4 separate regions of the Mus musculus genome follow, and regions 1, 2 and 3 are each linked to region 4. Evidence: chromatin contacts called from public promoter capture Hi-C data. All regions are on one chromosome and are shown on one strand. Each heading gives the region's core, a stretch centred on a gene start, on an enhancer-like site or on the middle of the called end of the contact. The rest is flanking DNA. Distances are from core to core; before and after follow the strand shown.

Evidence for each region. Promoter capture Hi-C pulls out the DNA fragments that hold promoters and counts their contacts.
Region 1: a promoter capture Hi-C map of stem cell-derived epiblast-like cells shows a contact between it and region 4, with 4 times the contacts expected there. The contact joins the promoter of Coro7 here to the promoter of Nagpa in region 4. A contact is called at or near these places in 4 of 39 promoter capture datasets (cranial neural crest, embryonic stem cells and stem cell-derived epiblast-like cells) and 3 of 115 datasets of contacts at active chromatin or transcription factors (bone marrow-derived macrophages, memory CD8 T cells and pancreatic cancer cells).
Region 2: a contact with region 4 is called in a promoter capture Hi-C map of liver, with 2.4 times the contacts expected there. The contact joins the promoter of D330022H12Rik here to the promoter of Nagpa in region 4. A contact is called at or near these places in 3 of 39 promoter capture datasets (cranial neural crest, liver and pre-B cells).
Region 3: a promoter capture Hi-C map of pre-B cells shows a contact between it and region 4, with 2.8 times the contacts expected there. The contact joins the promoter of Vasn here to the promoter of Nagpa in region 4. A contact is called at or near these places in 6 of 39 promoter capture datasets (the HPC-7 cell line, cranial neural crest, embryonic stem cells and 3 more) and 2 of 115 datasets of contacts at active chromatin or transcription factors (pancreatic cancer cells and trophoblast stem cells).

What each region holds. Positions count from the first base shown.
Region 1 is chr16:4,675,420-4,681,938 of GRCm38.p6, forward strand. Coro7 (coronin 7) reads right to left here and starts at 4,301. Exons shown (of 28, transcript NM_030205.4): 1 at 4,133-4,301; 2 at 1,517-1,613; 3 at 344-418. The coding sequence starts at 4,192.
Region 2 is chr16:4,592,595-4,599,020 of GRCm38.p6, forward strand. D330022H12Rik (a long non-coding RNA gene) reads right to left here and starts at 1,661. Exons shown (of 2, transcript XR_875867.3): 1 at 838-1,661; 2 at 1-123. It overlaps Glis2 (GLIS family zinc finger 2), which reads left to right and starts at 2,119. Exons shown (of 7, transcript NM_031184.3): 1 at 2,119-2,341.
Region 3 is chr16:4,638,500-4,645,061 of GRCm38.p6, forward strand. Vasn (vasorin) reads left to right here and starts at 1,446. Exons shown (of 2, transcript NM_139307.3): 1 at 1,446-1,649. All of the region lies in intron 9 of Coro7 (coronin 7), which reads right to left.
Region 4 is chr16:5,200,835-5,207,080 of GRCm38.p6, forward strand. Nagpa (N-acetylglucosamine-1-phosphodiester alpha-N-acetylglucosaminidase) reads right to left here and starts at 3,178. Exons shown (of 10, transcript NM_013796.3): 1 at 3,063-3,178; 2 at 2,507-2,965; 3 at 540-679. The coding sequence starts at 3,148.

The DNA.
Region 1 (6,519 bases), core at 3,051-5,550, 520 kb before region 4:
CCTGCAGCTCAGCATAGCCACTCCCTGGAGTGGCTTTTAGCAGCATGGCTGGGCTTAGAAATGAGAGGTGCCCTGCTAGACTCCAGAGAATATGTAGGGCTGAGAGCCATAAGGGTGTGTGTCTGGTCCTCAGGAAGGAAATCCAGGGGCCCAGGACTTCCTTCTGCCACCCCGATGGACTGGAACATCTACCTTCCTTTCTGCAGGCCAGAGTTCCAAACCAGATGCAGCCTTCTGACCCCCCAAGGACTTTGCAGAACATACAGTGAGAACAAGAAGCCATAGGCGACAGGACCAAGAATGAATCCCTGGTCACAGGTTTCCTGACTCAGGCATCACTCACCTGAATGACAGCCAAGGTAGGTCACATGCCTCTTGTTTTCCTCATGGCCTTCCAGAGATATGACACCCAATACACCTGTTAAACAAACACAGAGGTTCTCACTTTGAGCTTAATGGTGGCCACTTATCTCCCTTCAAAGGACTCCAGACCCCAAGCCATGTGACCTCCTGAAAGCCTCTCCCAGTTGTCCCTTTTTTTCCTGACACTGAAGGGATCTAGGGTCTTCCCCAGCTTGAACCATCTGCACTGAATGTATAGAACACTAGAAAAGGAGGTGCTCTTTTTCTCACACAGACCATGGACGAGGTCAGCTTTGGGCTATCAGCTGGCACTCCCACCATCCTCACCAGAGAAGGAAGTCAGCACCTCAAGGCAGCAGGGTTGAGGGACCAAGAGAAAACTGGGAACAGGTGAGGTGGTTTACACCTATAGTCACAGCCCCTGGGAGACAGGGCTAGAGGAATCCTGCAAGTTGGAGGCCATCTTGGGCTATAAAGTGAGATGCTATCGGAAAGCAATAGGATGGGGGTGGGGTTAGAGAGTGCAAGTGGAGAGAACTTGAGCAGCTTTGGCTCCAACTCTGCCTAGAGTCCCTGGTGAGGAAAGAGGCATTTATCTGTGCTAGCTTGGTCTATCGATGTTGTCACAAGCAGCCAAGGGAATTCAACCACACAAAAACTCATTTTGGTTTTTTTGTTTTGTTTTGTTTTTTTAAGTTTTTGGTTTTTGGGGTTTTTTTCTTTTTTTTTTTTTTCTGTTTTTTGTTTTCTTTGAGATGGGGTCTGAGTAGCTCAGGCTGGCTTGCATCTCAAACTCTTCCAGATTCAGCCTCCTGGAGTGCAGAGATAGCAACACAACACTGTACAAGGACTTTTCAAATCTTCATTGTGATCAATCCCAGCCCAAGGTCCAATACAAGGAGGGGGATTGTCTGTGGGGATGGCTGAAAACAGAAATACCATTTTCTTTCCTCCCTGGCTAGAACCACCACCATAGTTTACATATAAGCAAGATCTGACTGCTATATGTTGACCAGTGTATAGGGGTCTAAGGCCTGCCCCTCCCCACAGCCCACTCCATTCCAACTCCCCACTATGAATGGAGTTTGCCCTTTTCCTGACCCTATCTATGATGATAATGTCTGAACCTTTTCTTCTATGTCTACCTCCCTACCTGGGCGGTCAGAGTTGAAAGCGATCAAGCTGCAGCTTGATTTGATGTGGTTCCCGCATGTGGGGGTGGTTACAGCACGAATATCACTGATCCAGGCCTGCAAATGAAGAATAACATGGTTAGTGTCAGGTCTCTCCTCAGGGCCATAGACAGGGCCATAATGCAGGAAACTGTGTGTGTGTGTGTGTGTGTGTGTGTGTGTGTGTATGTGTGTGTGTGTCTGGTGTCATCCACGCAAATCACCCACTTTGTTTTTTGAGACAGGGTCTTTCCCTGAATCTAGAACTCACAAATTCTGCTAGGCTGGCTGGTTAGTGAGCTCCAGCCGTCCTCTTGTCTGTGTGGGTGTGTGATGATTGTAAGCATACATCATCACTTAGGTTCTGGACATCAAACTTATGTCTTCATGCATTATAGCAAATATGTTACTAATAAAGTTGTTTCTTCAGCCCTTAAAGCTGCACCATTAGAGCAGTATTTTTTGGGATAGATATTTGGATTTTTTTTTTTTTTTTTGGTCTGCCCCCACTCAGTCCCTTAAAAAATAGCAAATGTTCTTGAAATAATCTAACTAGCTCAGAGGGTGATTCTATTTAGCAAATCAGTTCCCTAATAAGGATGAGGAGGCGGCTGTCAGAGGAAATGCATGTGTCTCTGGGGGGAATATTTCAGTTCAAAGAGTGGGAAGGAGCTGGGCAGTGGTGGCGCAGGCCTTTAATCCCAGCACTCGGGAGGCAGAGGCAGGTGGATTTCTGAGTTTGAGGCCAGCCTAGTCTACAGAGTGAGTTCCAGGACAGCCAGGGCTACACAGAGAAACCCTGCCTCAAAAAGAAAAAAAAAAAAAAAAAAAAACAAGAGTATGAAAGTGGCAAGGAAGTGACCATCTAACAGAAGATGGGTGTGCTCCTGTGGCTACTCTGCTGAAGCCAGGGCCCACGGCCCCTTGTGAACATCACACTCAGTAGGGAGAAGATAAAGATCTGGCTTCCTCAGAGCATGCTCCGCCCTGGATGAGTGAAGGCAGTAATGGTGACACCCCGCATATGGGAAAGAAGAGCGCTCGCCCTGCAACTGAGATCAAGGACCCCATTCCCTCTGTTGGTGTCAAAGCACAGATCTGCAATCCTTCTTGCCTCAGTAACAAGCACTCCTGAGGCCCCCGGTTCTGTGGGCCTGTCTGATTAACTTACTAGAAGGAGGTCCATACAGAGAGAAGCCACAGAGCCCTGAAGGTCTCTCCAGATCCGTCCACTAATCATTACTGCACTCTTAGTAATAGTCTGCATCCAAATCTAAGCACTGTGTACTTCCTCTCAAGCTTTCAATGGCGCCATACTATACTCATAACAAAACTCAACTTCTTCCTCTGAAGGGCTGCCCTGTAACTCATCTGTCACCAGCTTTGCCTGGCTAATGGCCTCTGTCCACCCTGGGTTCACTTTCTTTTTTTCTTTTTTCTTTTTTTGGTTTTTCGAGTCAGGGATTCTCTGTGTAGCCCTGGCTGCCCTGGAACTCACTCTGTAGACCAGGCTGGCCTCGAACTCAGAAATCTGCCTGCCAAGTGCTAGGATTAAAGGCCTGCACCACCACCGCCCGGCCACTTTCTTTTTCTTTACTGGCTTTTTTTCTTCTCACCCTTCTGGCCTCTGTTGAAATCCACCCACCTGGGCACTGTCCTCCACAATACTATTACGTTCAACTCTACTTCACTTCTTTACATCACAGCCCACCACATACCCCCGGGTGTTCTGATTCTTCAGTGGATTTATATTGTGCTTGCTGACCAGAGGCTGTTAAGTTCCACAGAGAAGGGGAAATGTCACAATGTTCACTGTTTTAGAGAGCTGAGCAGCACACAATAGGTACAGAAAGGCTAACTGTCCAGAGAATGAAAATGGAGCACGGTTGTCCTAACTTGCTTTGGGACACTAGAGGTCCAAATAACACAGGGGGAGAAAGGCCAGTGCCTCACCGAGTGGAGTGTCCTTCTTGACACTCCATCTGGGATCCACCTGCTCTAGGCTTCTCCAGGCCCCAACAACCGCTAGTATCATCACCCCAGTAAAGGAAGAGCTTGCACCAGTAGACAAGGAAGAGTGGCAGAAACTCGAGGGAGGAAGCCTGCCTGGCCCCAGGGGCTCCCTCTCCAGATGATACCTTCCCTCTCACTGAGACCACAAGAAAGAGATGCATCTCTCCCACAGCCCGGCCGGCCCGGAGCAGGGGTGATCCTAGACTGCTGGAAGGGGGAGACCGGCGTCGACAGTTTCCCAGCCAGGTTCCCAGCAAGGCCGACCGGAAACAGAGGCCTGTTCGCGTCTGGGAGTGCTGCGAGGCCTCCTGGGGTAACAGGGGGAGGCGAACCGGCCAGGCCGACCTCCGGGATCACCCAACTACTAGGGCGCGTCATCAGACCTCCGGACTCTGTCCTCTGAGCAGTGAAGGGGCGGCCTGAACTCTAGGGTTCATCTAAAGGGAGAAGTTCCGGGTGGACAGATGGGGCGAGGTGGGGTGAGGGTCTTCACAACCCAGAGTGTGCACTGCACAGGCAGGCACTGGGAATGGCAGTCCTCCGGGACCAGAAGCCAGGGAGTGGGGTCCACTGGCCGGGCTCACCTCTCGGCGGGACGGCCGGGCCTCCATATGCCGAAACTTGGACACCTTGAAGCGACTCATGGCAGCTGGGACAGAGCAAGCTCAGGCTGGAGAACGAGGGTCGTCAGGTACTAGGTGAATGAAGAGAAGCCGCCCTGGACTCTTGCAGCCTGCCGCCTCAGCAGCCTGCAGCCTGGTGCCACGCCCTTATTGATGACAACCAATCGGAAGCTCCTGCGGCCTGCCTAGGCACGCCCCCACGTCACCCTTCTTCAGCGCGACGGCCTTCAGCCCCGCCTTCTTCAGAGGCCAGGACGACCTGAGAAGTCACGCCCTGATGCCTGGGGGACTACTGCACTGGTCGGAGGTCATGTGAGCCGCAGCTGTCCTACCGAAGGAACCACACTTCAATTGCTGCAGGATTAGACTTGCAATACTGGTCCCTGAGGTTTTACAATGACCTGAGAAATAGCAGGACAGAATTAACTAGACTAAAACTGGGAATAATCCCCGCGACCCATAAAAGATAAGAACCACTGAGACTCAATCTTTCTCTCTCTCAATCTCTCTCTCTCTCCCTCCCTCCCTCCCACCTCTTGTCTCCCCTTCCCTCCCTTTCTACCCCTTTGTTTTGAGTTTTATTTTTATTTTATTTTATTTTTGTTTATTTATTTATTTATTTATTTTGAGACAGGGTTTCTCTGTGTAGTCCTGGCTGTCCTAGAATTCACTCTGTAGACCAGGCTGGCCTCAAACTCAGAAATCCCCCTGCCTCTTCCTCCCAAGTCCTGGGACTAAAGATGTGCACCATCACTGCCCAGCCAAAAATACACATTTTATAATGCAATTTTTTTCATACTAGAGTGTATGATGATAATGACCAAGTGATATATAGCTTTATTCTCAATATCTGTGAGCATCAATTTTCCCTTAAAAATGATTTTAGCTGTGGATTGTAGCTCAGTTGGTAGAGTGTTTGCCAGGCATGTATGAAGCCCTGGGTGCCATCCCCAGCACAGTGACATAGTCCTATAGTCCCAGCATTCAGGAGGAAGATCAGAAGTTCAAGGTCAGCTTGGTTTACATAGTTCGGGACTATATAGTGAGAACCTGCCCAAAAAGAAAAAAAAGAAAAAGAAAAAAGAAAGAAAAGAAAAGAAAAGGGAGAAAGAAGGCAGGGTTGGGAAAATGGCTCAGTGGGTAATTATGCTTGCTCTTGGTTAGACTTGTTGGATCCCCTGGCCTTGTGAAGTGTCTTAAACTGCCACATGGGTGCTGGGAATCAGACTTGGGTCTTCTTCGAAAATAAGGAGAAACAAGTACTCTTGACTGCTGGGACATTTACTTTTGTTCACCTGTCTATCCCTGCCTACTCATCTGTGTGCACACAATGTTGGGGTCCAGGAATTGCCTCACAAATCACACAGACATTGATCTCGGTCAGACCAGGATGGTTTATTGATCATATGCTCCAGGATTGGTCGACCAGGGCCATGGTCAGGATTTCAGAACTGAGCCACTACCCTGAACTAAGATCCTACAGGGCTTTTAAGCCCAAGATCTACAAACATTTGTGCCAAGTTATTTCATCAATCGGGATTTAAAGACAGGAAGATTTCCTTAGGAACATGTCTTTGTTGTACACTTATCCTGCTCCCATTGGTTGGGGTAGTCAACTGTGGCAGGCAGGGGACTTGCCTTGTCTAATAATATTCATGTCCTAACTTGTCAACCAGGATGGGCTTTGTCTAACATTCATGTCTTTACTTGCTAACCAGGATGTCTTTTTCTGCCAAGTAGGATGTCAGTTCCTAAGGAGGTCTTGGGAACTTAAACTTTACTAGACTCCTACTCTAAATGGAAGTCTTACTCCAAATAGTTTCTTATATTGGTGCAGGTGCTCTCTTATGTTGGAGTCCATCTCAGGGGCAGCTTATACCATAAAAGCTCATACGCAGGTGCAGGAAGTGCTGCTGGGTGGTTGGTTCAGGTCCAAGCTTATTGTGGGTAACTATACAAAACAGTTCTACCGACTTCTATAGTGATTGATTTCCAGGGACACAGAACATAAGAGAATATGTAATCAGTCTTGGCATTAGAAAGTTTCCTAGTAACAGCAGAAACTTATGACAAAGTTTCCTTATGGTAGACTATCAAAGGTAGGTTCTCTGGAAGCACAGCAAGAGCTCTTACCTGCTGATCCTTCTCTCTAGCTCCAATAAAAATGATTCTTGCAGGGCTCAGTGGTGCCTATCTGTATTCTTAGAAATTTTCAAGAGTGAGTGGGAGGCTGGCTTGAGCCCACAAGTTTGAGACTAGCCTGGGCACTATAAGATTAATGACATTGCTATAGCGTGTACAACAGAGCCTGAGATTTGAGCAGTAGGAGCTCCAACTTTTTGTTGTTG
Region 2 (6,426 bases), core at 411-2,910, 610 kb before region 4:
CCAGGCTTGACATCTAAGGGACCACTTGCCTAGTTTATAGTAAGTGTACCTCCATGTTCCCAGATTGCAGTGAGGAGGGGTCATGCCTCACCACCCAGCCTTGGATTCCAGTCTGAATTCTCCCTGGGAACAAAACAAAGAAAAACACTCTGAAGTTTCTTAGGCTCAAGCATTCCTCAACTGAGGTTGTTGGCCTTTTGTCGCTAAAATGGCACAGCACCTGGTGTCCCCCAATGATACTTTTTTCCCCCGTTATCAGGGACTGAACCTAGGAACACGTGCTGAACTACTTTAGCTCCTGAATAAGCTTTTTTTTTTCCTTTTTCTAAACAGATTTATACTAACTAGTACACCAGTTTCACACTACCGATGTGCCTCAGTTCCTGTAGTCAGCTTAGGTGAGATACTGCACTAGGGCTGGGTTAACAGAATAACAGAATAACTAAATTGCAGATTCAAGATGCCGGGAGAGGGCGCTTTGCAGTCCCTCGCCTCAGACTCTAGTGATGTTCGGCGGCCCTTTAACAGCCTCTTCCTGGAAGCAAGCTTTAGGTCCCAGAGCTGGCCTTCTCCGGGTCCATCTGCCAGCTAATATTTAACCCGGCAGCACTGCGACATTATCCACACAGGGGAAATGGGGGTGGGGGGGCATTATCCCCGCCTTACTCCTGGTGAACCGACCTCTTCCTAAATCCCTTTCATGTATTAAAAGATCATAAGAATCTAATATGTGTCTTCGTTCAAACCGAAGCACCCATCATGACTACATAATCAGTTAAGAGCACTGACTACGTATCCATTTGATCACCACATCAGGAGCACCAATTATGTGCCTACCTTCGCACCAGACCAGGAGCGTGTGCCAAGAGCAGTGCCTGGGAATGGGGATGCCCCATGATCAAGATTCATGTCTTGATGTGGCTCTGGCGCAGACCGAGGCATCAAATGCCCGAATAACAGATTTCCAACCCGGAGTCAGTACTTCACCTACTGGTGATGCTGACTTTGAAGTGCCTTTTCGTTTCCTGAGTTCAAGTCCAACTTCGGATCAGGAGGGCTGTCTTTTTGAACTGAGATTTGTCACCAGACAGGTAAAAAGATATTAGGCGTGGACTCAAGACTCGCCCAAAGAAAACACTAAAGAACGCCAAGTCTGAGCTTCCCAGGAAAAGGTGGGAAACAGCTTGGCTGCGGTGTGCAAGCGTTACTGACTTACATCCACTTTTCAGTGACCAACTCATTGAACTTACTGACGCCAAGTGCGATGACCCCGGCGGCGCTCAGATTAGGGGACCCAGGTTGTCCAGGCGGATGTCACCAAGATAACGGAATCCTGGATTGGTTGTGCCAGGCCTTGTGCTTATTTCACCAGGAGGGCAACTGAGGCTGAAGACAAGGCAAAGCTGGAAGAGAGAAGCGTGGCCTCGAACCTGTCGGAATTGAAAGGCCTTTGCCTGCGCGGTCCTGGATCTGGACTGGGCGGGGAAATCAGGGCCTTCCAAGAGGCATTTCTATCACCTCCGCGGCAGCCAAGGGCCGCGGGGGCCCTGGCCAAGGTGACCCCGCAGGGGGAGGCGAGGGTCCCCGCCCCTCGCCCGCTGCGGCCGCCTCCATCTTCCCGGTCCTTGGGGCTTTTCCTCCTGGCCGGTTCGCCCGCCCCTCTCCCAGGCTTCCCCCAGGGGCGGGATATCTCGCCCTGCCCCCCGCCCCCCAGGCCTTGTCCTAGCGCTGCCCTCGGGCTGGGGGCGGGACCGCGGCAGGCGGGGATGGGGGGGGGGGGAGTCGAGGAGGACGCGCGTCTCTGCCGTGGCGGGGCTCCCTCCTTCGCTCCCCCTTCCCTCCGGTGCCCGCTCCTGCGGCCGTCCGCTCTCCTCCCCTCCCCGGGCCCAGCCTCCCCCCACCCCCACCCTCCACCCCCCGCGCACGCTCCGTCTGGCAGCTGGCGCTCCGGGCCTGGGGCCGCAGTAGTGAGAGGGGTTTGTAGGGAGGGCGGGAGCGAGCGAGCGAGCCGCGAGGGAGGGAGGGAGGGAGGCCGCCCCCCGCGCCCCTCCTCTTCGCCCTCCTCCAAGGCCGCCAGTCCCTCCTCCCACCCCCTCCCTCCTCTCCTCTCCTCCCTCCCTTGCAAAGACATCCCCGCACAGCCCGGCCGCCGCGGCCACCTTCCCTGCCCCGAGCTGCAGATGTGGCGGAGCGGCCGGGTGCCGCGCGGCGCCAGGGGAGCCCGTGCCCCGTAAGCCTCGCGCCCCGGCCCCCGCCCGCCCCGGCCCTCCCCCTCGCCCGCTCCCCGCTGCCCCAGGACCGCCGGAACCCGCAGCCGGAGCCAGTCAGCCCGGCAGCCGAGGTAGGAAGCCCCCGGGCGTCGCGCCGGGAGGACGCGGGCTGGGCCAGGGACTTGCCTGGTGCGCGGGGCAGCGTAACCAGAGGGTCGCCTCCCCCTCCCGCGTCCGCGCCTTGCTCCGGGCCATTGTGAGCCCTCGCTGAGGCCCCTGCGCTCGTTGGTTTTGCGCTCTCCCTTTCTCGCCGGCTCCCTGGCTGGGTCCTTCGATTTCACCGTCTTTTTTCTCTTTCCTTCCCTCCTTCTGTTTGGGGGCCGAGCTGAACTGTGGCCCGGCCCGGGGCGGGCGCAAACTTCACTGGGGAAGTTGGGCGTCTTCAGTAGGGGTGCTCTGCGAGGTGAGAGGGGGCCACCCGAAGCCTGGGCATGAAGTTGTATGGGGCATCTGGCAGCCACCTTTGCTCACCGGTGAGCTCGGGTTATTTGGAAGGTACCCTCCCTTTCTGGGTAAAGTCCTGCTCTCACTACCCTTAACAAGCCTTGGGGGAGGCAGAGAGGGGGGCGTCCCTTGATTCAGCACTAGGAGTTGGAATATTGTGTAGCCTTTGGTCCACTCCTGAAGGGTGGATGGAAGCAGGTGAGGGACCTGGCTGGATGGAGAGGGTGAGTGATTGCATCCTCAGGATGGGTCTGGAAAAGAGGTGACGAGGCAGGTGCATCCCCCTCCTACCAGGATGATGCTTGCACCTCCCCGCAGGCCCCCTAGGATGGGGCTGGAATCCAGGCTGGCACCTGGACGCCTTGGCACACTGCCCTACCCAGTGGGATACTCAGGCCACAGCAGGGCAGCATGCTGCCTGTCTGCCTACCCAGGAGGGCCCGCCCAGCCCAGCCAGAGGGTGGCGGGGAAGCACTGGTTGCAGGGAGTTGCCCAGCCCTGCCCTGGGGCCTGGGAAGCTGGAAGGGATGCTGGGAGGAGCCCTGGGCCCCCAGCCATCAGGGCCCAAGATCTTGGCTCTAGAGGGAATGCTTGACACCAAGGGGGCAGTCAGGCTAGCCAGTGGCCCTACCAAGACTTGAGCTCCCATGGGTCTGGCCAGGGCTAGGGCCTGCGTCTTGGGCTTCGGTGGCAGGCACCCTGCACGGCTGTCTCCCTGTTGTCCTGGCACCCAGGAAGGAAGGTGGGGTTGAGCCATGGCTAGGGAGACAACTGCTATCTTAGCTAGCTTTCTGAAGCCCCTAGGCTCAGGGAATGTAAAACTGTCCCCTTCAGTGTGCCCAGCTCTCCCCAGGCCCTGCTCTGGTGGCACAGTACCACAGCTGTCCCAGCCCCAGCCCACACATCCCTCTCTAGTGACCTCAGAGCCCTCTCTCTCTTTTCTTCCCTCTGGGCTCAGGCTGGGCCTCTCAGCTGGCCCTGGCTTGCACTGGGGGAGGGGTCTCCTAAGACACCCTTTGCTGAACTGCCGTCTAGCTCATTTCAGGATCCAGTCCCAGTGTAATATGTCCCTGTCTGCCATCAGTCAAGCAGGAGGCAGTGCCAGGCTGTGGTTTTGTGGGGTGGGGAACCCTTGGAAGTAGCCCTGTGTCTTTAGCCTTTCCCCCCTCCCCCTTCTTTCCGGAGCTACCATTAGTGCTGACCCCCTGACCCCCTATGCCTGCCTGTCCTTCCCTGTCTGTGACCCCTGACCTTTGGTGTTAAATCCCTCCAGCTGGGTCTCTCCAGCCTCAGAGTGACCCTAGCCCAGGCCCCCTGGGGCAATCTGGCTCTTGGCTCTCTATGCGGGGACACCTGCCAGCCCTCCCTCCTAGATTGGGGGTGGGTGGGAAGCCAGACAATGAGTCACCCCACTTCCAGGCACTGCTGCTTTGGGGGTCACTGGCCGTTAAGGGACTTGCTGGATCCAGGACACAATTTGTGTGTAGGGCATATGGGGGAAAGCTCTTGGCCAAGAAACCCTTTTTTTGTGTCTTGGGTTCAAATCTTGGCACAACCATCAGCATTTGAGTGTTGCTTGGCCTGACTCTTCCCCTGTCCAGGCCTCAGTTTCCTCATCTGTAAAACTTAGGGTCAGGCAAGGTGAGATAGCTGAGTCCTAAGATGAGGCTGGCCTGTGGGTGGGGGCAGGGAGAAAGGATATGTCCAACAAAAGCCAACTCTCAATTATCCGTGGGTGGAGCCAGCATGAATAACTGGATGCCACAGACATCCCAAAACCTCATTTTAAACAATAGTGGAAACCTCTTTCCGCAAAGCTTTTGTTTCTGAAAAACTCAGCTGCAAAAGGGTACTTGTAGTCATTTCTTCTTTAGCCCTCTTTGCTTAGTGTGAGTGTGAGTGAGGGGCTAGAGGGCAAATTGGACACAAGACAGACAAAAGTCTGCCAGGGCCACTTCTCAGGACCCGGAGGGAAGCTGGACCTCACCTCTGCATCTCAGGCTGTCTTCCAAGGCTGGTTCAGCCTTGGCCCTGTGTAGTGGGAGGGTGCACTGGCCACCTAAATTGTTCCAGGGTCTGTGCTGGCTTTGGCGTGGAGGGAAGAATGTGGTTTTCCCATGCACATTTCCGTCTCCCCAGCTGGACTCTCCTGGAATCTGAATTTCCCACTTATGGGAGAGGGCGGTGCCAGTGCTGGGCAGGGTTTGGGGCAATCCCAGAATGAGGGAGGAGAAGGGTAACAGCTGTGGCTAGGGGACCAGATGTTGAGGCTGGGGCCTGCAATTCTGCTCTTGGGGAGGCATTTGGGGTGCGCGCGCGTGTGTGTGTGTGTGTGTGTGTGTGTGTGTGTGTGTGTGTGTGCATGTGCTATGTTGCTCCTGGCTTGATCCCCCTTGGGCCTTGTACCCAGTTGGGAAATTTGGATTCCAGAGGAGAGACTCTCTCAGTCAGGGCTGAGTGAGCCTTTCCCAAGGCTATCCCTGAATCCCTTCACTGGTCATCAATGGTTGTCACTTGGAGGCCATCCTTACTGAGTGGGAGGGCCCTTTCTCTTTTCAAGGATGGTGGGGACCCTATGGCTGGTATGGGTGTGTGCTAAGCAATGAGGTACCCTCTCTTATCAGACACAAGGGTCTCTGGGTGGAGATAGAGCATTTGGGTTCTCCAACCTCTGCCTAGAAGTCTCTTCCCTAGGAGCTGTGGAGCATCCTCACACCAGCCTGAGTTAGAATCCAAGCATGCATATGGAAATTCACCTCTCAGGACAGCAGAGCCGGGTGATGGGCCAGTCATCCACCCCTGGCCCAGCCTGCTGCCAGGGGAGTGTGGACTGAGGCCCCAGCTAGGCTTGTGGGACAGTGTTTTTCTTAGGTGGCTGCAGCGGGCCCCACCCTGGGGAGTTCTAACACAACACACAAGCGTGGCCAGGTTGGGAACTGGGCATTTTTAACAAGCACCTCCATGGCTGATCACAGGGACAGGATGGAGCAAGCCTGCTCTGCTAGTAGTAAGAGGCCATGTTCGCATGACTGTCTGCCTGCCCCCACCTCTATCTTCCACCCTCTCAGAGTCAGCCCCCCTACTCACTCTGGCTAATAAAAATGGCACAAGTTCCCCAGTACGGTGTTGAGGGGTAGCGCTGATACCCTCCTAAAATTCCTCCCTGGGAAAACCCCAATCGACATGCCTTCCACTTGCCTGGCTAACTTGGCAAAGGGTGTGTTTGTATCCTCACCTGAAATTGCCAAACTTGTGACTGAGACTCATTTATCCCAATTTGATAGTGAGGAGACTGAGGCTCAGAATGGATAAGGGCCAGTGGGCATGTGGGCATGGGAGGGGTATGCCAGCTAGTTTCCTAGTCTGGACATAGCTAGGGCCTTGTGCCCTGAGCCGCTTGCTCGGTTTTCCTTTACAGCTGCCTCACCCTGCTTCTCTATGGAAGATGGGAGATGAGAGGTTAAACCTGGCTGTCCTCCCCATTTGTGCCCTGGGGTTTGGAGGCCATCCTCAGAAGGCCTCTAGAAACCTCACTTACATCTGGTTGGTCCCCTAGGAGTCCGGAGATTGAATCTGGGTGACCCTTCTGGCACTGCAGCTGGGACACCTTCCTCTAGGCATCTCCAGGCTGGGCAGACACAGCCCTTGACTGTGGCTGGTCATTCCACATCCCCCAGATTGGAGAGGGAGGTCCTAGTTAGCTGGTGGCTGG
Region 3 (6,562 bases), core at 196-2,695, 560 kb before region 4:
AAGTGGCTTGGGACAGTCTGACTGGAAGTCACAGAGCACTTGTGTATTCCCTCTGTTTTGCTGGTACTGGATATTGATCTAGGGCCTTATTTATCTCAAGTGCTCTACCACTGAGTTAAACCTTCAGAGTTTTATTTTGAAAAAGGTCTTAAGGAGTTATTCAGGCTGACCTTGAATTTGTGATCCTCCTGCCTCAGTCTTCAGAGCAGCTGGGATGACAGACCTGACTTACAACACTCGGGGCTTGAGGAGCCTGCCATCCAGAAGATTGGTGAATCTGGGGACAGTTGCCACCCAGCCTTCAAAGACGTCCTGTTTAAGACAAGCTCGGAAAACTAATTGTCATGTGAAATCACCCAAATTTTCAATTCTGGAAATGACATCCAACTTTCAAACCTGCCACACAGGCCAAATGAAACACCTGGGGTCAGTCCTGCCCCCAATTGTGGGGGTGTGGATGCCCTGCCTTTACAACACAAGTACCAGCTGAGGCCAGATAAGCCTCCAGATAGTGTGACCCAGACAAGGCCTTCAATACAGACCCGGCGGGAAAGGGATATGATGGTGAAATCCAGGAGCTGAGTTGGGTCCCCAAAGGCCCTGAGGCCTGACTCTAACCACAAACCATGGGGGTGGGGTGGGGTGGAGAGGATGACCATTTTCCTGGAATCCTACAAGGCAGGGGATTTTTTCTGAACCAGCCCCTGGCACAGCACCCTCCTGCTTAATCAAGGGCTGCTGTCAACAAACACCTAGGTCCCTCCTACTGCTGATGACGTCCCCAATCCTGCCTCCCATCCCAGGCATATTCTAGTCTTGAAGCTTTCAGTAACTGAGGGGCTTGAGCTGACATATGCTCCTAGGTCCCAGTCTCTCATTTAGAGCTGGGGAAGGTGACCAGGGATGCTGTCATGGCTACAAAGATCTCAAGTCCAGCATTAAGAGATTTTATATAAGAGGCTCTTGGAACCACTTCATGTGGCCTTTCTAGCTTTTGAAATTGGAATTAGCTAACAACAAAAACACATTGTGAGATTACGCCTAAAAAATCTAGATTTGTATGAAAAATCCTCAGTTTTGGCAGACTGGGTTGGTCATGGGGACTCAGCCATCATCCCTGCTGGCCCCTACAATCTACCTCTGCTTCTCCAGCTCTTTACTGACCCTAATGTCCACTTCTTGAATTTGTGTCACCAGATATTTTTCAGTTAAAAAGCAGGAGCCTGTCCAAATGTCACACAGCAAAAGATAGACTTAAGCCAGCCTAATAAAATCACTCCTCACTGGGATCTGGAGGTATATCTAGGTGCAGACTAGGCCTGCTTAGTGCAATGACCCATTCAGAGGAGGTGGGTGTGTATAGGCTTGGTCAAACCCCGCCTCAGCCAATTGGAGGAAGCCCCGCCCTCGGTACAGACGGTCCCACCCACTCCTACATCTTAAGCAGAGACCAGCCTCTTACGAGTCAACTTCGAGTCTGGAGCCGGAGCCAGAGACCGGGGCTGGGAAACCCCAGCCCGGGACGGGACGCAGCAGCCTCTGGATCCCGGGACCCCGGACCTCTCAGGACCGGCCAGAGGTGAAGGACTGAGGCCCCACTGAGGCCTTGGACCGCACCGCCTGGCTCCTTCAGCCGCAGTCGTCTCCTGGTGAGTGTCTAGGGGCGAGGGTGGGGGCGACAGGCGGAGCTGATCACACTGGAACAGCACACTAGCACATTCTCCAGTGGGACTGCGACTGCCGGAGCGAGGGGCTTATCCCCGCCTCGGGCGGTTACCTGGGCGGGAACGTCCAGTTGCACCCCCCTTCCTGAGTGGGTTCAGGGGCCTCCGTTGACCCTCGGGAGAGCCAGGGCGTGCGTTTGTACATGGCTAACCTACCCGTGAGGCTCTGAGTAGACAAAATAAACACCCCCTCCCTTGCTTCCTCCTCCCACGACTGGGCCCTCTGGCGTGACCAGTTTTATGAATCAACCCTCTTTTAGGGGATGGCCCAGCCGTAGTCTGGTTACTTTTCCCTCACGGGGGTCAGACAGTCTGGTGCCCTTGTGCAGAATGGTTGCTTGGGATCCTCTGGGCCTTGTCACACATGGCAGAAGCCACGAATACACAGGCAAGCCTGGAGAGGACCGGGAATGGGGAGATTGATAGGTGTACCCCCAGGTGAGGGATGAACTTTGGCTAACCATAATCTTTAGTGCTCCAGTATCAGCGCATCTCATCTCTACCAGTAATGGGCTTTGCTTGGGCTGCAGACCCAATGGCCTATAGCCAGTCTAGTCCTTTGTGTTCCCCAGCTTGCAGCTCTGGGGCCAGAGGACTGCTTAGGTTCCTTGTGGTCACAGGCAGGCCAGCTGATTGGTGCCAACCACACTACCTCACCCCCATTCGTTAACGATTACCACACCAGGGTCATTGACTGCTTCTATTGGATCCCAGAAGCAGCCTCTGCAGTAGAAGAAACCCAAGGCTCAGGAGTTCCCTTGCTTGTTTTTTGCATTAATAGTAGGTGATGCTCCAGGAAGAGGCACCAAGAGAGCCTTCTTCCCTATCTGGGTCAAGAGTTCCTAGGGGAGAGGGTCTGGCTAAAAGGTAAAAGGTCCCTTCCCCCTAGGCTGCTGGGAAAGCAGAGATGTGGGTGGGCTGGAGCCTTGTGAGGGGCTACATTGGTATGGGCAGTGAAGGCCAGTATGGACCCAGCTGTTAGCATGAGCTGGAGCAGGCAGGTGGGGGATGGGAGGGTAGTCCCTAGAGTTTACTGTCCTCTCCCAGGGGAATCAGCCCCCGGGGAACTTCTGTAAACAGAGTGTCAGAGGCAGGAAGAGGGCTCTGGTAATGAGCAGCCCAACTGGATTCCCTCCAGACCATTATCTAGCATCTCCCATCCAGAGAGGAAAGGACCTAGGAGCACACATGCCAGCCCAGGGAGGGGGACAGACGCTGCTTGTCCCCAACTTGCCAAGCCTCAGAGTTGCACACCAGAACAGCCACCTGAGATCTGTGGGTAAAGAGGGCACTACGCAGAAGGTTACTGTGGCAGAGTGTTTGGAGACCACTCTCTGGAAGTGGTGGGAGAAGAGAGAGTACAAGAGGCTTCTCAGACACTGTAAGACTTATACTTTCCTGAGCAAGTCCTCTCTGGCAGATAGCCCTGGGGCCAAGAGAGATAGCCAGACATGCATGCAGGCAGGCAGGCAGACAGACAGTCAGGCACATGCTTAGGTACATGCACACACACACACACACACACACACACACACACAACACACACACAACACACACACACACACAACACAACACACACCACACACACACACACACACACACACACACACAGAGTCACTGCCATTCCAGATATCCCCAGCCTGGGTTAGTTAGGATAAGTACTAAGGAAGAGCCAGGATTTTTGTGGCTAGGTTCAACTGGAGTCCCAGGAAAGTGGGGCTCCATTTGGCAGCAGGAAGTGGTTCCTACCTAACCACCCCCAGCACAGTTCTCTTGGGTAAGTGCCTAAAGTCATTCTTGACCACTGGCAGGTCCTAATCTTATGTGAAGGAACCAGTCACCTTAGATCCCTTAGAGCCCCCCGCCCCCTTCTCCCAGAGCTGTGGAACCCAAGGCCCTTGTGTTGCCAAGAAAACCAGCTCCCCTCACTGCTATGGAATTTGTGTGTGCTTTTGGAAAAGGGAGAGGTGTGTGTGTGCGCTCGTGCGCACGCGCGCGCACACACACACACATATGCAGGAGTGTGGCCCAGAGGGTGTGTGTGTACACGTGACGGCAGCAGGCCAGTAGGGGTGCTCTGGCATCGTTGGGAGGACTAGCCCTCCTTCCTTTTATCAGTTTCCACATTCCAGAGTCAGCCCGGCTGCTTTCCCCAACCCCTCAGCCTGCTGTCCAGGCAGCAGGCCTCCCCCGCTTTTCCTCATTCCAGTCTCCCTGGGTGTGAGGAGGCTTCTTCAGGCCACCTCAGTTTGGGGGCGGCTGGGGAAAGGCAGAAGGCCAGTTCTTCTTTAAGGTTGGGAACACCCCCTCCCACTCCCCCCCCCCCCCAGCTCCTCCTGGGGAATGCAATAAGACTCTGACATTCCTGGAGGCTGCCTAAGAGATCTCATTAAGGAGAGAGCTGGCTTGCCTGAGGGAGCTGGGGTGGGTTGAGAGCCTTCAGCCCCAGCCACTGGACAATAGTGACAACTGTAGGGGCAGAGTGTGGTTCAATGACCAGTTCATAGACCCCAGAAGGGGTTTCTGTGTGTCATACAATAGCTGAGGGTTCATCTGAGATTGCTGAGTAACTTGTAGGACAGTGGTGTGACAAATGGAATAGAGAAAAGACCCTTGTGAGGCCATTGCCTTCTCAGACTCCTGTGCCGGGGAAGCTTGGGGTGGGTGGCCTTCTGTGGTGACTAAGGTGTTGTGGAAGGTCCAGGGTTAATTGCAGGGTTACAGCTCATTCAGTGGGTGACAGGCCCTGGGCAGGGACAAGGCAGTAGGAGGCCGAGCCCCAGGAGCGGCACACCTGCCACGCGTGCTGACAGTGTCCTTCTCCTAGCCCACATCTAGTTGGGCCACAGCCACCACATAGCTCCTGGGGCCACAGGTGTTCTTGCCCAACAGGTGGCACCTCTCTTAAGATGGCACAACCTGCCACCCCAAGGGTTCACTTAAGCCAGAGACTGATCTTAGTCACTGATCTATCTCCCTTGGCTGACAGGTCTGACAGCAGCCAGGTCACCCACCTGGGTGGAGACATGCCACCTTGGCCACACCTACTCCAAGACCCAGAATCCTTTCCTGGACAAACACAGCAGTTGCCCAATGGATGTTCTCGCGGTCCTTTTGGCAGTCCCTGTGCAGACGACCCAACAGAGAACTTTACTCAGAATATAGCTGCTTGACTCTCCCCACAGGAATGACTTAAAAAACATAGACAAAGCCTAGGGAATTGCAGCTTAGAGAGCTTCCTAGGTAGGTGATCTATCCCTGCAGCTCAGATAGGAAAGCCCTGAGTTAGCTATAGGCAGAGACGGGACCCAACACAGGGAAGGGAGTTGGGGTGAGGTCACAAAGCAAAATGAGCAGAACTGGCTTGGGATCCCCTGACTTAATGACCAGTCTGGGCTCTGCCTCCTTTCCTCGAATTCTATTCGAAAACCTATAATAGAGACCCTCAACTCCTCTTCTCTGTTGGGCCAGGACTGCTGTTCTAGAGAGGCAAGATGGGGTGGACCAAACCAGAGCCCAGAACTGCCTTGGACACGTCAGCGAAACTGGAGCCAGCTATTCTGGCCGCCGGCACAATCCCGCCTGCAGGAGGGGGTTGGGGGGGTGGTGTTGGCAGCCTCCTGGGGCTGGGCTGCTGCCAGGCCTGGCAGGCAGAGTAGAGCCCATTCAGTCCAGCCCCAGGAGACAGAGGCTTGGAGCCCAGAGCTGAGAGGCAGACCTTGCAGACCCTATCTATATCTAGCCTGAAGAAGTGTGCGAAGAGGGGTGGCTCTCAGTTGTCCTCTCCACCTCGATGGGCACATGACTAGCTCCAGGGCTGATGTGTTCACTAAATGCCTGGGTCCTACCCCACCCACTCTCCCGTCCCTGCCTGACCTCAGGCATGTGTATGGGTGGGTGTCCACAAGTGTGTCACACACTTGGGTGTGGAGGGCATCCTTAGCCCTTGAGAACTAGATGACCAATACCCTTGGTTGTCTTGACTCACAGATCCCCTGCTGGAGGTCATGTGCTTCAGGAGGTTGGACCAAAGGACCGCTGACCCCACATTCCTTTACAAAACTAAGGACTACACCCCCACTTTCGTATTGCCTTAAGAGTAGACGGATGCCTAGTCATGCAGCTTTGGCCTGGGCCCAGGGGTCCCTAGCTAGCATGACAGTGATACAGTCTCCACAGTAGATCCTGCTCATTGAGGAAGGCAGAGCTCCTGGCTTACAGGCAATACCTCCAGTAGCTAATAATGTTTACTGACCATCTGGCAATTGCTTTGGGAAGCAGGTGCTGTGATTAGCTCCAGTGGATGCTGAGGTGGAGTTTGTGGTCTGGTTCTAGAGCCTGACCTAAATACCTCCTCCTGGCTCTTGGGTACTGAGAACCAGGCCTGTCTGCTGTGATAGAGTCAGGCCGACCTAGGTGAGGAATCTAAGAAGAGGCAGCCTGACCCTTCATAGATGCTGCCCTCCTGACCCCTAAAGGCCAGGCTGTTCCAGAGCTCTCCCCATAACTTTTACAAAGGAAATGGTCACTCTGTAGCCCCACAAGGATCAGATATCAAAACAAAAGCGCTAGTTCTGTCAGAGCATAATCAGCTGAAAGCACAGGCCAGTAGCAACTCTAGAGAAGCTACCTGCCCCCGCCTGTTCATACAGCAGGCACAAGGACGGGCATCCCAGACAAGCTAAATGTCCTTCAGAACTTATTAAAAGAACTCCTTGTTTGAGGCTGGAGAAATAGCTCAGTGGAAGAGAGCACAGGCTGTTCTTCCAGAGGACCCAGATTTGATTCCCAGTACCCATAAGGACACTCACAACCACCTGTTCCACTCCAGTTCCAGG
Region 4 (6,246 bases), core at 1,928-4,427:
ACCCAAGTTGTTAGGATTTAACCAGTGGTTTCTGGATGGGAGGTATAGGGAGGGTGGACTCATGGCTCTGCATTTATGACAAACTCCTAGGCCATGTGGAGGCCACCATACAGCAAATCTGCAGCACTTTCCTCATACCTGTGCTTCTGGTCCCCACCGGTCCCCTTTCTCCTGTTTCTTTCTTGGCACTTGTCACAATTTTCCAGCTTATTGCCAAGGATTCTCCTTCTATATTCTACATAAGACTGAATCCCTAGGACTCTCACCATAGTGCTAAACAGTAAATAGCTGCTCAGTAAATGTTTGGGAACACTAAAGAATAACCCACTCACACTGTTCCTGGGTCTGAAGAAAGCTGATGCTGAGGGCTGGGAAAGTGGCTCAGTGGGTAAAGTGCCTCCCATCACACTTAACAGTCTGAGTTCAATACTCAGGACTCACATGGCGAAAGGAAAGGAGCATGCATGCACCCGCTGCATGCACAAAATAAACAAATCAAAACCTAATACAAATAAAACAGAACACCTGTGCTTCCTGACCTGTCTCCTGTGTCTCGTCACACTCGATGGCTTGGCTCTCGTTGATGTAGATGTTTCCATTGCGGATGAGCCACACGACTCCGCTCAGCAGCTGCACGAACGGATTCACGGGATCCAGAACCTCCTCCTCAGACAGGTACCTGGAAGCGGGGAGGCAGGAGGTTCACTCATTGGCAAGAGCAGCTTTGGGTACCAGGGGCTTCTTGATGCTCATTTTTCTACAGTCTTCCTGATCCTGAAATTAGCATCTGTTAGACTCTACTGCCCTGGCTGCTTAAGCAAAAGTCAAACAGCCAACTAGACAAAGCGTCTGTCAGCACCAGCCGCCTGGAGCTCCACAGACACTTGGAGACAACCACACAAAGACTTCAGGTTCCCGAAGGCATAACCTCAGCCAGGCCGTTTGAAATGGTTTGTGCCAGATGACACTGCAACTATTCCTACCTTGGCCAAGAGAGCATATCCCCTGATAGTCTAGGAGGACTTTGTTGTGATGCATGCTAAAGAGGCAAGGCTGTGATTGGTGCAAACACAAACCTTCATTTGCACTGGAGGTGTGCTGTGATTGGCACTGACACCCCTTCTTTGGATATATAGGCAGGTGTTCAGTTAGTTCAGTTGGAGTGTGAGCTGGAAGATGCTCTCCTGTGTGCCTACACAGGAAATAAAATTCCTCCTGAGCTATAGCTATGACACAATGAAAGAACCTTCTTCTCTTGCCATCTTTAGTAACATGTGCTGACCTCATAATAAAAGAAGTAGCAGTGAGCTACACATGGACAGGATAGGCAGCTGTTTGGCAGTTAACAAGGGAGGATGGGCTGGAAAGACAGAGCATTGGGTAAAAGCCTTCCCACCACACATGTGAACCTGCGTTCAGATCCTCAGCACCCATGAGAAAGCTGGCTGGAACAGCACACACTGTAGCCTTAGTGCTGGGGTGGGGTGGACAGAGGGAAGCAGGAGGGCCCTGGGGTTTGCCGGCCAGCCAGGTTAACTGAACCAGTGATCTCTAGATTCAGATTTTGTGTTAGAAAATAAGATGGAGGAAAAGAGAATAGAAGACATTTGAAATCAAACTCTGGTCTCCCCTCAGGCACACACAGATGCACACACATTTAAAAAAAAAAAGTAGGAGGTGAGCAGGTCAGTGGACCATTGTAAAGGAGCAATAGGGGTACTGAGACAGTGATCATGACAACAAGTCTGGAAGGGAGTCCAAGAGAGGAGCAAGGGAGATGGCTGGAATGTAGAGAGGTTGAAGGACAGAGCCAGGGAAGAGAAACTGCAGGCGCTGGTCACTGGCAGAAGTTTTAGGATCTGTGAAAACCTAAGATCAACAGTGGTGACACTGGCTGATGTTGAAGGATGAAGAACCAGATACATGGGCAGGCCCAGAAATTGCAACCAAGGGCTGAGAAGAGTTGGGGAAAGCCCACTTCCCAGCCTTGGCAAAAAACGGAACCTTGGAAGAGAACTGGAACACCAGATGGCGCTACCTTCTACTCCTGCCTGCCTGCTGTCAACTCTGGCTGCTGTCAAATTTCAAGAAACACAGAAACTTCCAAAGGCTGCCCTCAACAAGCTCCTTGTCTAACCTGGATTTTTATCAGGACAGCAAAAGGCCTCCAGCTAGCTGTCTGGGACTGCTCCATAAACTCTACACTATTTCCAATTGGTTCCATGGCTTCGTTGAACACGAAATGTTTCTCTAATACTACACAAAGTTCACTAGGGCACAAACTGTGTTCAGGCTCACGGTCGCCTCCCCAAGTCCCCACACACGGCCTGATCACAGATTATTCAGTGGCACATGAATAAACTTAAAGGAAGGAAGGTGTCAGCGTCATTACTCGGAAGAAGAAAGACAGGAAGTTTGGTTAGGGACCTGGACTCGGAGGCATGGCTCTGAAAGAACATCAGAGACCCTTTGCCCTCTACAGCCCCGGGGCTCCCTGCCTCCTCACCCGGTGACTATGGTTCCATCGCGTCGGATACCGAACTGCGCGTTCTGCAGTCCCCCTGAGCTGCTCACCAGCCGCCCGTCGCTCACCACGTTCCCCAAGCACTCGCCAGTGCTCATGCGGAAGAAGCCACCGTTCTGAGCGATGCGGCAACCGGCCGGGACGGCTGTGTCCTCCACAGTAGCGCGGCGCTTCTGCGCGCAGCCCCCGGCTCCTCCGGGCTCCAGCACCGAGAAAGTGCGTAGGGGATCGGCGACCCGCGTCAGGTGGCCGGCCACCGCGCGCCCCTCGAAGTGCGACACGAAGGTGCGCACGGCCGCGTGGTGGCTGGCGCCGGGGTTCGTGGGTGGCGGAGGCCAGCTCTCCTGCTCTGGGCTACCTGAGCGCACCCGGGCGCAGTCTCGCGAGGGACGTCTGCGCGCTAGTGGGTAAGGCAGCAGCAGGTCATCGTCGCGGGAAACCCTGCAGGGACGGGGCGATCGTGAGGTCGGAGGGCTGTGCCTGAGAGCGCTCAGGAAAGGTGGACCCCAGCCAGGCTGGCCCCGGCGGCTGCACTCACCCGAAGCTTAGGCTGCACCACGCCACCCCGAGTAAGCCGAGCAGCGCGGGTATGAGGAACAGCCCGGGCCCCCTGGGCGCCGCCATATTGGATTGGTGCTCCGGTCACGTGGGCTCGCCCCACGTGATTCCAGGCCAGGCTGTTGGGTGCTTTGATTACGCATTCGAATTCCATCAGAGAGGGTAAGGCTGGAAGGGAGATAGATAGCTTTTTATTCTCATATTATGTCAAACTTACAGAAAATTGCAAGAACAGATGCTGGGCCTGTGTAAGTCTGTACAGAACTTGCTTCTCGTGCTTAAAGCCCTAGTTCCTTCTGTGTTGCACAAACCAGAAGTGGTGGCCCACGCCACAACCCCAGCATTCAGCAGAGGCAGGAGAATCGGAAGTTAAGAGGTTGGCTATTCTTGGCTAGTTAGTTAGTTTGAGACCAGTCTGGACTACTTGAGACTTTATCTGAAAGACAAGAAGAGGAAAAGGAGCCTAGGGGGTAAGAGGAGGAAAAGATGGAGGAGGAGGAAGAGGAACTTTTAAGAGTGAAGCTCGAGGCCAGCCTGGTCTACAGAGTGAGTTCCAGGACAGCCAGGGCTACACAGAGAAACCTTGTCTCGAAAAACAAAACAAACGAGAGAGAGAGAGAGAGAGAGAGAGAGAGAGAGGCTTGCAGCCCACTCGTGGTGGTGCACACCTTTCATCCTAGCATTTGCTAGACCTGTCTGACTGGATTAACTCTTGTGTTTTGGGTAGCTTGGTTTATCTTCGTTTTTGTTTAATTTTATTTTTGAAGCAGGGTCTCTGATTTATAGGTAGGCTGGCTTGAAATTCAGTGTGTAGACTGGTCTAGAGCCTCTTGCTTCTACCTAATCCCCAAGTGATGGGATTAAAGGCACAGGTCCCCAACCTGGCCCTGTTTTGGGTATCTTAGAATGACAGGTCTCCACTCTTTCCTCCTCTTGACCAGAAGAAACTAGTTTTCCTCTAGGATATAGGAACGACTGGCGAGATGGCACAGCACATAAATGAACTCGCTGTGCAACCTGAGATGAAGACCCTGAACCCATGGAGAGGAGGAAGAAGAGAATTGGCTGTAGAAAGTCTGATCTACATGTGTGCACCACTGCCTATGCACCCACTTGTATCTCACACACAGACCATAATAACTGACTGACTCAAGCTTTCAGGTGACAAGTGTCCTGTGTTATAGTAAGTCCCGAGCCTGGGATCCTCCTGGCGAGTGTCCCCTTGAAGCACGGCTTGTGCTTCAGTGCTGCCTGTCAGAGGCTGCTCTTCTTAGGGCTTACCCAAAGGCAGAGCCCAACGCAAAGTCCAGTTCCTGACCTCCTCAGGGGCATTGTCAATCTAGTAGGTGCCAGGGATTTGAATAGGTTTAAGCCCCTTTCTGTCTACAGTGAGCAGTGTGTGTGCTTGAAACCAGAGCCATGCTTCTTGGGGTCTGTGTGTGATCAGGCTCAGCCATCTGTACTGAGCCTTGTCCTTCCCAAAACTCATGGTCTTTGCAAGGCCTCAGAATGGGTTTCTTTGTATGTCTGGGTTTCTTAGGCACAATTTGTTTAGATGAGGTCATCCTAGAACTCAGGGGATTGCAAACCTAGTCTGACTGCTGTACTGAGAAGAGGCAGATACACACAGGGGAGGCAGGGCCACATGGAGGCATTGCAGCCACTGGAGAGGGGCAGCCACAAGCCAAGTGATGTCTAAGATGTCCAACAGCCACCGCCACTCAGAGGCAGGCAGCAGACTGAGCCCAGATTCTTCTGAGATCTCCAGAGAGCCTGCATGGCTGGCGTGCTAGTTCTTAGAAGCTCACACAGCTAAGAGCCAGCAAACAGCTCTTCACAAATGACTCTGAGGTCTGAAGTAAGCATAGCTCACTCCTGTGAATGCTGTTCAGAGGCTGCTTCTGGGGGCTGTGGTGTCAGCTGATCTGCTTTGATACCACTGTGTCGATGCGGCAGGGCCATGTCTCTGTTCTTTGCTAAAGGCGGGCAGCCAGCAAGCCAGGCCTGCCAGCATCCTCCCTGACTCCAGAAGTTCTCTGGCTGTCAGGAGCAGGCTACTGATAAGGCAAGTACTGACTTTGCTCTTACCTCTTTCAAAGTCTGATTCTCCCCCCAGAGGTGCTATCCTGTTCAAGCTTGGCCGACAACTGAGCTGGCGAAATGTTTTTGTACACGTGTAAAGTTTACCCCTGTATTATTTCAAATGCTGATTTCTTCATCTCACTCTCTGGTTTCCATCTGTGCACATGGCTTTGTTATATTAACTCTGAGAAGCTTCTGTCTCAAGTTTGTAGAAACATTGTTCCTTATTCGTTCTCTGCCTTGCCAATAAAAGCCAACAGGCCAATACAGAGCTTTAGAGAGAATAGGTGGAACTTGTGATTCTAGGAGGGGTGGAGAAAGAGACAGGAAGGAAGGAGGGAAGCCATGAAGAGAGGCTGAGGAAGCATCAGAAGAGAGCTGGAGCAAGAGAGGAGACATGCACGTAACAGGGATATGAGTGGGAGGAAGCTGGCCAGCTTGCAGGTTAGAATGGAGTAATGATTGCTCAGTATCTGGATCAAGGCAATTTTAATAAATCTTAGCCTTTCTGAGTGGTTATTGGGGACCAGCAAAGGCAAAGAAATACAGCTGCCAAATTAATTTACTATTTACTCTATGTTACATAATAATTCATGTCTATCTGTCTGTCTGTCTCTGTCTGTCTGCACCTGAGGTTGATATCAGGAATTATAATGATCATTCTTCTACCTTATTTATTGAGGAAAGGCCTCTAAATCAATCCTCCATGACTAGTCTCGCTAGCTAGTTTGCTCTGGGGACCCTGTATTTGCCTCTGGGGCTAGAGTTACAGGGCCACTGCACACACCTTTGATTTGTGTGGCTTCTAGAGATCTGAAATCTCCTTCCTATGCCTATGTATCAAGCACCTTAGCTGCTGAGCCATCTTCCCAGCCCCCTTGTCCAAGATCAGTTGATTTGAGGGAGACAGACATAAGGCAGGCACATGGTGAAGAGCCCAGAAAGCCTGATGCTGCTGGTGCATGGATGGAGGGCTCCTTCAGCCCATGTAGACTGTGCCATGAAAGAGGAAAGGGGAGCCTCCTGATGCCATCCAGGATCTGGATCTGTTGCTGTGGAAACAGGAAAAGTGGACAAACAAC